Linked DNA regions of Sus scrofa: region 2 is linked to region 1. The links are chromatin contacts, called in public Hi-C maps. All regions are on one chromosome and are shown on one strand. Each heading gives the region's core, a stretch centred on a gene start, on an enhancer-like site or on the middle of the called end of the contact. The rest is flanking DNA. Distances are from core to core; before and after follow the strand shown. Region 1 overlaps PTPRM (receptor-type tyrosine-protein phosphatase mu). Region 2 holds the start of LOC106510670.

Region 1 (3,870 bases), core at 765-3,264:
ATGCCCCTTATGTTCTAGCCAATCAGATGCCTCTCATGCTCTGTCCAATCAGATGCCCCTTATGCTCTAGCCAATCAGATGCCTCTTATTCTCTACCCAATCAGATGCCCTTATGCTTTATCCAATCAGTTGCCCCTGTTGGGATGGTACTTGGCTGCCCTTTCTTGGATGCCAGGCCGGGCCTCCCCTTCCTGTGAGGGCGGCTTAGTGTCCTTGTCTCTGCAGAGGGATTCCAGGTCCCCTCTTCTTCTGGTGGCCCTGGGATGGCTCCCACTCCAGTCACGGTAGAATTAGGATCCCTCCTGCTGTCATCTCCACCCCACCTCCTGACCCCGCTGACCTCCACAGTCAGCCACTTGGTCTGCACCTGGGCAGGGCATTTGCCCTTTTCAATGTTTAGGCCACCAAACATCACCATCATCTGTGGCCTCAGACCTTAGCCTTTACCTTGTCATGGTCATGGCTCTCTCCCTCCAGGGTCTGGTTAAGCCCTAAGGCTGGACAGGAGGTGGTTTCCTCTTCACTGACATGAGTCATGTGTCCTGTCTTTGGCTTCCTGGTCATCCTGTCCTTGGCTCATCCTATCCTTGGCCCCCTGGTCATTCTGTCCTTGGCCCCCTGGTCATCCTTCCTTGGCCTCCAGGTCATCCTGTTCTTGTCCTCCTGGCCGGCCTCTAGGTCATCCTGTCTTTGGCCCCCTGGCCATCCTGTCCTTGGCCTCCCAGCCCCTGTGGGTGGGGTCCTTTCTGCCCACTGCTGGCCCCACCCAGTGCACACAGTAGTGTTTCAGGGTTGGACTCCAGGTCCTGGGGCCCTGGGAGGGAGCCTTTGGGATACAGGTGGTGATGCTCGGTTAATTCCAGCAAGTGTTTAGGAAGCACCTGTGCTGGATCCTGAGGGAGGATGAGGAGGAGGCCCATGAGTGGATACCAGACGCACTTGGGTACCTGGGCCATGCCCACCTTAAATGCCACCAGAAACTTTTCAGATGGGATTTGGGGTAGGGAGTGGAAACTGAGTTTTAACCCAGTTATTTTCTTTCTAAAAGGAGCAGCAAGGAAGCCAACAATACAGCTTCGTTAGGAAACAGGTTAAGGAGAAAACCCTGCTAATGTAACAGAGTCCCATTTATTCCAAATAAGAGGCCCCATGTAAATGGGAATCCTAGCGTGGGTAGTACCCTTGGCTCCTCTATATGAAAACAAAATAGCCAACTTAATTTTTTTGTCTAAAAAAATACGCAAAATTTTCAAATGGCCATATAGCAAGTATACTAAAGATATTTAGTATATATTTCAATAGAAATATAAAATGTGTGTATGTCAGGATACATGTTCTAAGAGCCACTGTTAGTTTTCTGTACGCCACACTGGATTTTTTAAAGTGTCTGAAGCATTCATTAATTTTTTCACTTTAATATCAAAACATTAAAATAATTCAGAAAGGGAAAAATGTTAAGTCATTTAATGGTTCTACTTCAAATGAATGCAACTGATTTAATACATTTCTGTTATTCCCTAGTGTACTATTGTTGCACAGTAGTTATTATCTTTGAAATGAGAGTTGGAAAAGAGAACGTAGCTTTCTATCTGTGTCTTTCATAACATTGCAAATATGGTACCAAAACTTGATTCTAAATCAGATGTATCTTATTCCTTTTTATTTGAAAGAATAACATATTTAAGTTACTGTGTGATATGCCAGAGCCATTAGTTGGCATTTTAAGAGTCATTTAAAGAATGTTCTTTAATTTAAATCAAAAGGAAAACTAAATTAGAATTCATTTCCATCTTATTTCTGGACTTTTTAAAAACGGTATTCAAAATGAAAGTTGTTCTTCTTTTAAATTCCAGTTTGGTCTATGACTGTTAATAATTCAGTTATTCAGCAAATAATTGGGTGCCCCCTCTGGGTCAGGCACCGTTCTAGATGCAAGCAGGGCTCCGCAAAGCAAAGTTGACACAAAGCTCTGTCCTCAGAGTCCCCACTATATTTATGGACACCTCTGTGTGCCAGGCACCAGGCTGTGTGCTTGCCATGCAGGAGCTATTTTAGTCCTTGTATGAGTCCAAAGAGGCGGGCACTATTGCTGTTTTAGGTTAAAGATCGAGGAAGCAGGGGCTTGATGCGGTTTGCAATCCCTAGCCTCATAGGTGACAGGATGAGCTTTCCAGCCCATCTCCATTTGCCCTCATGCTGGTTTTGTGCCCACTTGGCAGTGGGAGAGCCCTCCACTGGGTTAGGCTCAGTGAGGACCTGGCCTGGAACCACTTAAATCCATCATTAGGCCCTAAGCTTAAAAAGAGCAGTAGACTGGAGTTGCTTGGTGGTTCAGCAGGTTAAGGATCAGATATCATCACTGCAGTGGTTCTGGTTACTGCTGTGATGTGGGTTCAATCCCTACCAGGGAGCATGCTCATGCCATGGGTGTAGCCAAGAAAAAAAGAGTGGTAGACTGTGGACTCCAGGTGACAGTGTTGTGTCAGGACAGGTCATCCGTCGGGAGGGGTTGATCCTGGGGGAGGTGGCCCATGGTGGAGGCAGGAACATCCCTGTACCTTTCCCTCAATTTTGCTATGAACCTAAAACTGCTCGAAAAAAATGAAATTCTTAAAAAAAAATGGGAGTGTGGAAGCAGCCTCAGAGGAAGGCTCTTAAGATGGTGGGGGTGCCAGCCGTGTCATATGAGGGGTATTTTAAGGAATTATTGAACTAGGACCAGTGGGTAGAAGGTTCTGGGAGGCAGGTTCCAGGTTAGTTTTTTATAAGGAGTCCTGTAGTGCTTGCAGGAGGGATGGGTCATCCCATTACTGGAGACCCTGGGCCTGGCTGTGGTCAGGATTCAGGTGTTAGAGGGATGCCTGTTTATAGCAGGTTCCCAGGCTGCTCCTCAGAGTTGGCCGGCCACTTGCTGGAAGGATGCATTCTGGCCTCCAGGAGAGATTTAGATTCATCAGGGTTAGGTTTGGACTGAACCTCTGAATTTCCAGTCAACATAGTACTTGACCCATTTGCGGCGTGGGGGTATAGCACAGGTCACAGAGGTCTAACAGCCCGTTTATGCAGACAGGACATGGATTGTACTAGAAACTGAAAGGCCAGCGAGGCTGTAACACAGAGTCAAGGCAGCTTGAATTAGAAAAAAAGTGGAGGAGTTGGGGAGGGGGAGCAGTCACGGGAGGGTCTGCTGAGGCCGGGAGGCTCTTCCCTGCAGCTGGAAACCTTTTTGCCTCCAGCAGCTCAGGGTTACACAGTTTATATGTGTGTGTGTGAATGTGTACACACACACACACACACACACACACACACACACACACAGTATTTTTTTTAAAGCTCACTGGGGCTGTGAGTTTACAAGTGTGGAAGGAAGAATAAAAGATCCCAATGAACTTGTTTGCAGAACAGAAACAAGACTCACAGACTTTGAAAAATACATGGTTCCCACCGAAGGGGACAGGTGGAGAGGAGAGAGGGTAGATGGGGGATTTGGAATGGAAATGTTCTAAAATTAGGTCATGATGACGGTTGTGCAACTATAAACACAATACAATTCATTGAATTATGCTTTTAAAAAGTGCGAATGGAGAGGGGCCGGGTGGCTGGCCACAGACCACCTCTGAGACTGGTGAAGTATCAGGTGAAGCACAGTGGAAAGTGGGGAGGGTTTGGGAGCTAAAATCAGCAGGACCTGCCCATAGATGGGAGAATGTGGGGGAGGCAAAGGGGAGACCTGAGGGTGGAGGCTGATGGCATTGGGTCATGGAAGGAAGCCTGGAGGAGACCCAGGGTCGGGGGAGGGTTTCGAAGAGAGGGGGGTGGAGGTGTGGGGACAGCCACTCTGAGATGGGTGACGGAAGGAGAGCTCCGGAG
Region 2 (4,209 bases), core at 173-2,672, 52 kb before region 1:
CAAAGAGAACCTTTTTACCGAAGCATTGGAAGACTGTTTTAGTCACTTAATGAAGTAGGCATTCCAGACCCAAACGGTAAATTACACACTTCAAGATATTTGATTCATTACCCACCCCTCCTCCTCTCGCATTTCCCAACACTTAGTACCAGATACACAAATCACAGGTTACGTAGGTCCAAACTCTCGTTCCGCTGTGACCGCCACCTTCCGTGTATCGCCCGCGGCTCGCTGGGGCCCAACCGGGACGGCGGGGGCGCAATGAAGCCGCAGAGCGCTTCCTGCTCCGCCGGGTGCAGGGCTCCTGGGGCAGGAGCGCGAGTGGTCCAGTCGGGAGGCTGGCGCGCTGCTGGGTCTCGGTGCCCGAGGCCGCCGCTCCCTCCTCTGGCGTCCGCCAACTTCTCTGCACCCGCCGCGCGGAGAAGCTCGCAGCCCCTCGCAGCCTCCCGATCTACCGGCTCGCCCTGCCCAAAGCCGCGGGGGAGAGCGGCTTTGCGACTGCCGGCCCCGCTGCGGACACTGCCATCCGGCGCCGGGATTGGAGCCGCCTCGTCCGCCCGCGGGGCCGCAAGGCCGCCGTCCCGCCAGCCTCGTTCGCCAACTCCTGGCGGCCTGTGACCCGGGACAAACTTCTGGCCGCCGCGCGGCCCCTGCGCGGTCACCCTCCCGGAAGCCGGCCTCGAAACCCAAGCCGCGGCGGGGCGGGACGCGAGCGGGAGGGAGCACGAGGCACCTCCCGGCAGCCGCTCTCCGCGCGGTGACACCGCCCCCGCGGCCGCCCCCCGCCCGGCTCCCCCCGAGGCGCCGCTGCCTCTCAGCGCCGGGCGCGGACCCGTAGGGCCGGCGGGGCCGGGCGCTCACGCCCTCTAGCGGGCCGCGGCAGCGCGGGCGGCCGTGACGTGGGCGCTCCCTTCAGCCGGCCTGCGGGGCACTGCCAGTCAGTCGGGGAGCAGGAGCCCCGCGCGCAGCCGGCGCGGGCTCGGCCATTGGCGCGCCGCCGCCCGGGGGCTGGCTCGGCTGCTGGCTGAGAGGCGGCGGGCGGGACAAGCGCGGCCGCGGCCCCGGCCACCGCGGCGCCGGCGGCTCGGGTCCCTACCCGGGGAAGGAGAGCGGCGGCGGGTGCAGCAGCCGGCACGGAGGGCGGATTTTGGCTCCGCGGGCGCGCCCTCCGCTCCCTCTTGCAGCCGCTCCAGCTCCGAGCGGGGCTGGCGACTGGGTGGGAGGATCCAGGACCTCGGCCCCGGCCCCGGGAGCCCCCGGAGTTGAGACTTCTGCAAGTGTTGGCACTTTGCGGGTCTGGCTCTGGTTTTGGGTGTTCACCCTGCTCTCCTCGCCGCCTTGGAAGGAAAGCTCCCGGCCGCCCTCGGACCTCGCGCCCACCCAGCGCCGCCGGGGAGCGGCCCGGCGTGCGCTCAGCACCATGAGCAGACTTGGGACTTGGCTGGTGACTTTGTACGGACTTTTGCTAACTGCGGCGGGGGATACGTTTTCAGGTAAGAGGGGCCGCACTCGCTGTGGCCTGGGGCGTGCGGGCCGGAAGGGGCCCGGGACGCATGCAGCTCCCGGGTGGGAGAGCACTAGCGGCGGACCGCGGGTCCAGACTGGGGAGCGGCGGCTCCGGCACTGCGTGTGCCAGTTCCCTGCCCCGGCGCGAGACCAGCGGGGAGGGAGGGCACCTCGCGCTCGGGCGGACAGAGCGGACGAGCCCGGGGCGCTGACTCCGGAGCCCGGCCCCAGGTCGGCCCCCGCCCCTTGGCGGCCTGGGTGCGTGTCGGCGCCACTCGGAGCCCTCCGCCGGCTCTGAGAGCAACAGCAGAAAACTTTGCCTGAAGTTGGGAGCTGCAGCCGCCGGCCGCCTGGCGTGGTCGCTGCGCGGTCCTTCCCACCCGGAGCGGCGGCCAGCCGGATCTCCGTGCCTGCTGCGCCCGCGCGATTGCTTCGGAGAGACTCTGGCGGCGGCGGTGGCGATCGCCGGTTTTCTTTGCCGTCCAGCCGCCGCCCGGCCAGAAGCTTGCCATGACCCCGGCTCGCCGCGGTGGTCGCGCCGCAGATCGAGAGAACCAAGGCAGTGTCCTCATCGGTCCCGGAGGGAGGACCTGTGGTCCGGACGGAGTGGCTGGTTGCCCGGGCCCCGGGCCGCTGCGGTTGTGTGCGGGTCAGGCTCCCTTCGGCCCCGGGGAGCTCCCGAACGGGGGCAGTGGTCAGCCAGCCCCGCCACCCGCCGCCTCGGGCTGGCAGGAAAGTGGCCGGCGGCGAGGTGCCTGCTGCGCCCGGGCGATCGGAGCCTGCAGAGCTCCTGGGACTAGGACGCGTGATCGGGAGTCGCGGGTCAGGCCAGGCTCGAGCCCTGCACGGCGTTACCGGGAGCACACACGCGGATAGACAGCCAGCGCTTGCACACGTGCACAGTTTCCCGTGTGTGTCAGTTTTCACGGAATGGTGGCCCTGGGCTTGTTTTTCTTCTAATAAAAAGCCTGCTATTAGTCCTTCAACTTGGGTTGCAAAATAGGTTTGTTTCTCTGTTTATTCGGGAGGAATGAGTAAGTTGAACTTTTTAAAATTTGATGGAGACTTTCACTGACAGTAAAAACGCATATTTAAAAGCATTGGAGACGTTTGGCGTTTGGCTGTGAGACCTGTGGAAACTTAACATCTTTACTTTCCCGAGCTCTGGACACACAGGCGGGGAGGCCGTGCCCCTGGCTTTGCTGAGCCGCGAGACCCTTGACCACAGTTGGCCACCACCAGGAAGCTTAGCGGGGAGTTGGCTCCTGGCTCTGTGCTGTCAGCTTCAGTAGAGAAATAACCCTTCTCCTAAGTTTAGTATGTCCTTAAGTGTCTGGTAATTGCACGTGCTCCAGAGGATTTAACAAAATGACCCACTGCTGTCTGCTGTAAAATTGATGCAAATTTTGGCCTGCGTTCTTTCTTATTAGTGAATTATAGAGTAGACTTGCCAGTTTCAGAGCCTTGAAACTCCTTAGTGTGAGAAGCCAAGGATGAGGGCCTTTGTGATGGTTTTCTCTTTATTAAGATCTATAGCTCCCTGGCTGGGATTTGTTTCAAGTTAAGCTGTGTCAGAAAGCATTTGGATGGATTTTCAAGTTGTAGGCAAGGGGGTGGGAACAAATATTTATGTAGCTTATTTAAATGATCGGTTTCTCATCTTTTTTTCTTTTTTTGGTTTTTTTTTTAGGGCCGCACCTGCGGCATATGGAAGTTTCCAGGCTAGGGGTTGAATAGGAGCTGCAGCTGCCAGCCTATGCCACAGACATAGCAAATCCCAGCTTGGAGTCTGCAGCCTACAAGGCAGCTCACTGCAATGCCTGATCTTTAACCCACTGCATGAGGCCAGGGATCGAATCTGTGTCCTCATGGATACTGGTCAGGTTCCCTGCTTGCTGAGCCACAACAGGAGCTCTGGTTTCTCATCATTAAAAGAGATTTCAGCCTAGATAGTACTGACTTGAGTCCTTGTTAAGTCTTACTTAAATCATTAGTCAAACCCAAAGAGATTTTTTTTTAACCAAAATTTAGTCAGACTTTTCTTTCAGAGGAAATTTATCATTCTACTTGTTTGTTATCATACCACGACTGAGCCGTCTTTTTATTTGGAAAGCCAGAGGATTAAGAGGAAATAAAGGATGGTATCCCAGAGAGCGTGCTTAGAAAAGGCGAAATTAAAAAAGGGGGGGGGCTTAGCAAATTTTGTGTATACAAGGATCAGAGAAGTTGCAGTGCATTATTGCTTTTGCCCTCCACTTGGTGTTTCAGGTAGTACATGTGGGAGGCACTTCATGCTTTGGAAAAATCTTTTGTGTGTGTGTGTTGGGAAAGTCAGTTCTGATGTTATGAACGACACTGACACTTATTTCTCTGTATGATTCTTCTGGAAATCGAAACACTTGGCTCCTTGTGGTGGGGATGCTTTTGGAGACAGGAACTAGATTGTAAGCTGCCTGAGGGCAAAGTCTTTTTTTTTTTTTTTTTTCCTTCTTGATTCCCATAAACACTCATTTGGCATAGAGCTCTAGACTTAACAGACAATCATGTTGGTTGAATAAATGACTAATGTGAAATCAGATCATTTGCAAACCTTAAAATTGTGTGTGAACTACCTGACACAAAAGGGAGGGAGAGGAGAAACCCTTAGACCTTAAACTGGCTGGTATTGACCCTTTTTTTGAAATTAACGTTTCATCACTGATT

Evidence for each region. Hi-C and Micro-C count contacts between places; a contact is called where the count stands out from the background.
Region 2: a contact with region 1 is called in a Hi-C map of skeletal muscle, with 3 times the contacts expected there. The contact joins the promoter of LOC106510670 here to the enhancer-like site in region 1. A contact is called at or near these places in 10 of 47 Hi-C or Micro-C datasets (adipocytes, embryonic fibroblasts, epiblast stem cells and 5 more) and 1 of 2 datasets of contacts at active chromatin or transcription factors (skeletal muscle).

The regions. Positions count from the first base shown.
Region 1 is chr6:100,038,650-100,042,519 of Sscrofa11.1, reverse strand. The region is part of intron 1 of PTPRM (receptor-type tyrosine-protein phosphatase mu); the gene reads left to right. Among named protein-coding and RNA genes, the nearest start is that of PTPRM, 52 kb to the left of the region's middle. Within about 2 kb of position 2,014, at least 2 of the 83 cell types and tissues checked have an H3K27ac peak or open chromatin away from gene starts, as enhancers often do. A contact at or near this core is called in skeletal muscle, where this site is marked.
Region 2 is chr6:100,089,680-100,093,888 of Sscrofa11.1, reverse strand. LOC106510670 reads right to left here and starts at 1,422. Exons shown (of 4, transcript XM_021097607.1): 1 at 1,164-1,422; 2 at 922-1,092; 3 at 157-856. The coding sequence starts at 1,422. The coding sequence ends at 162. It overlaps PTPRM (receptor-type tyrosine-protein phosphatase mu), which reads left to right and starts at 923. Exons shown (of 36, transcript XM_021097712.1): 1 at 923-1,493. The coding sequence starts at 1,421.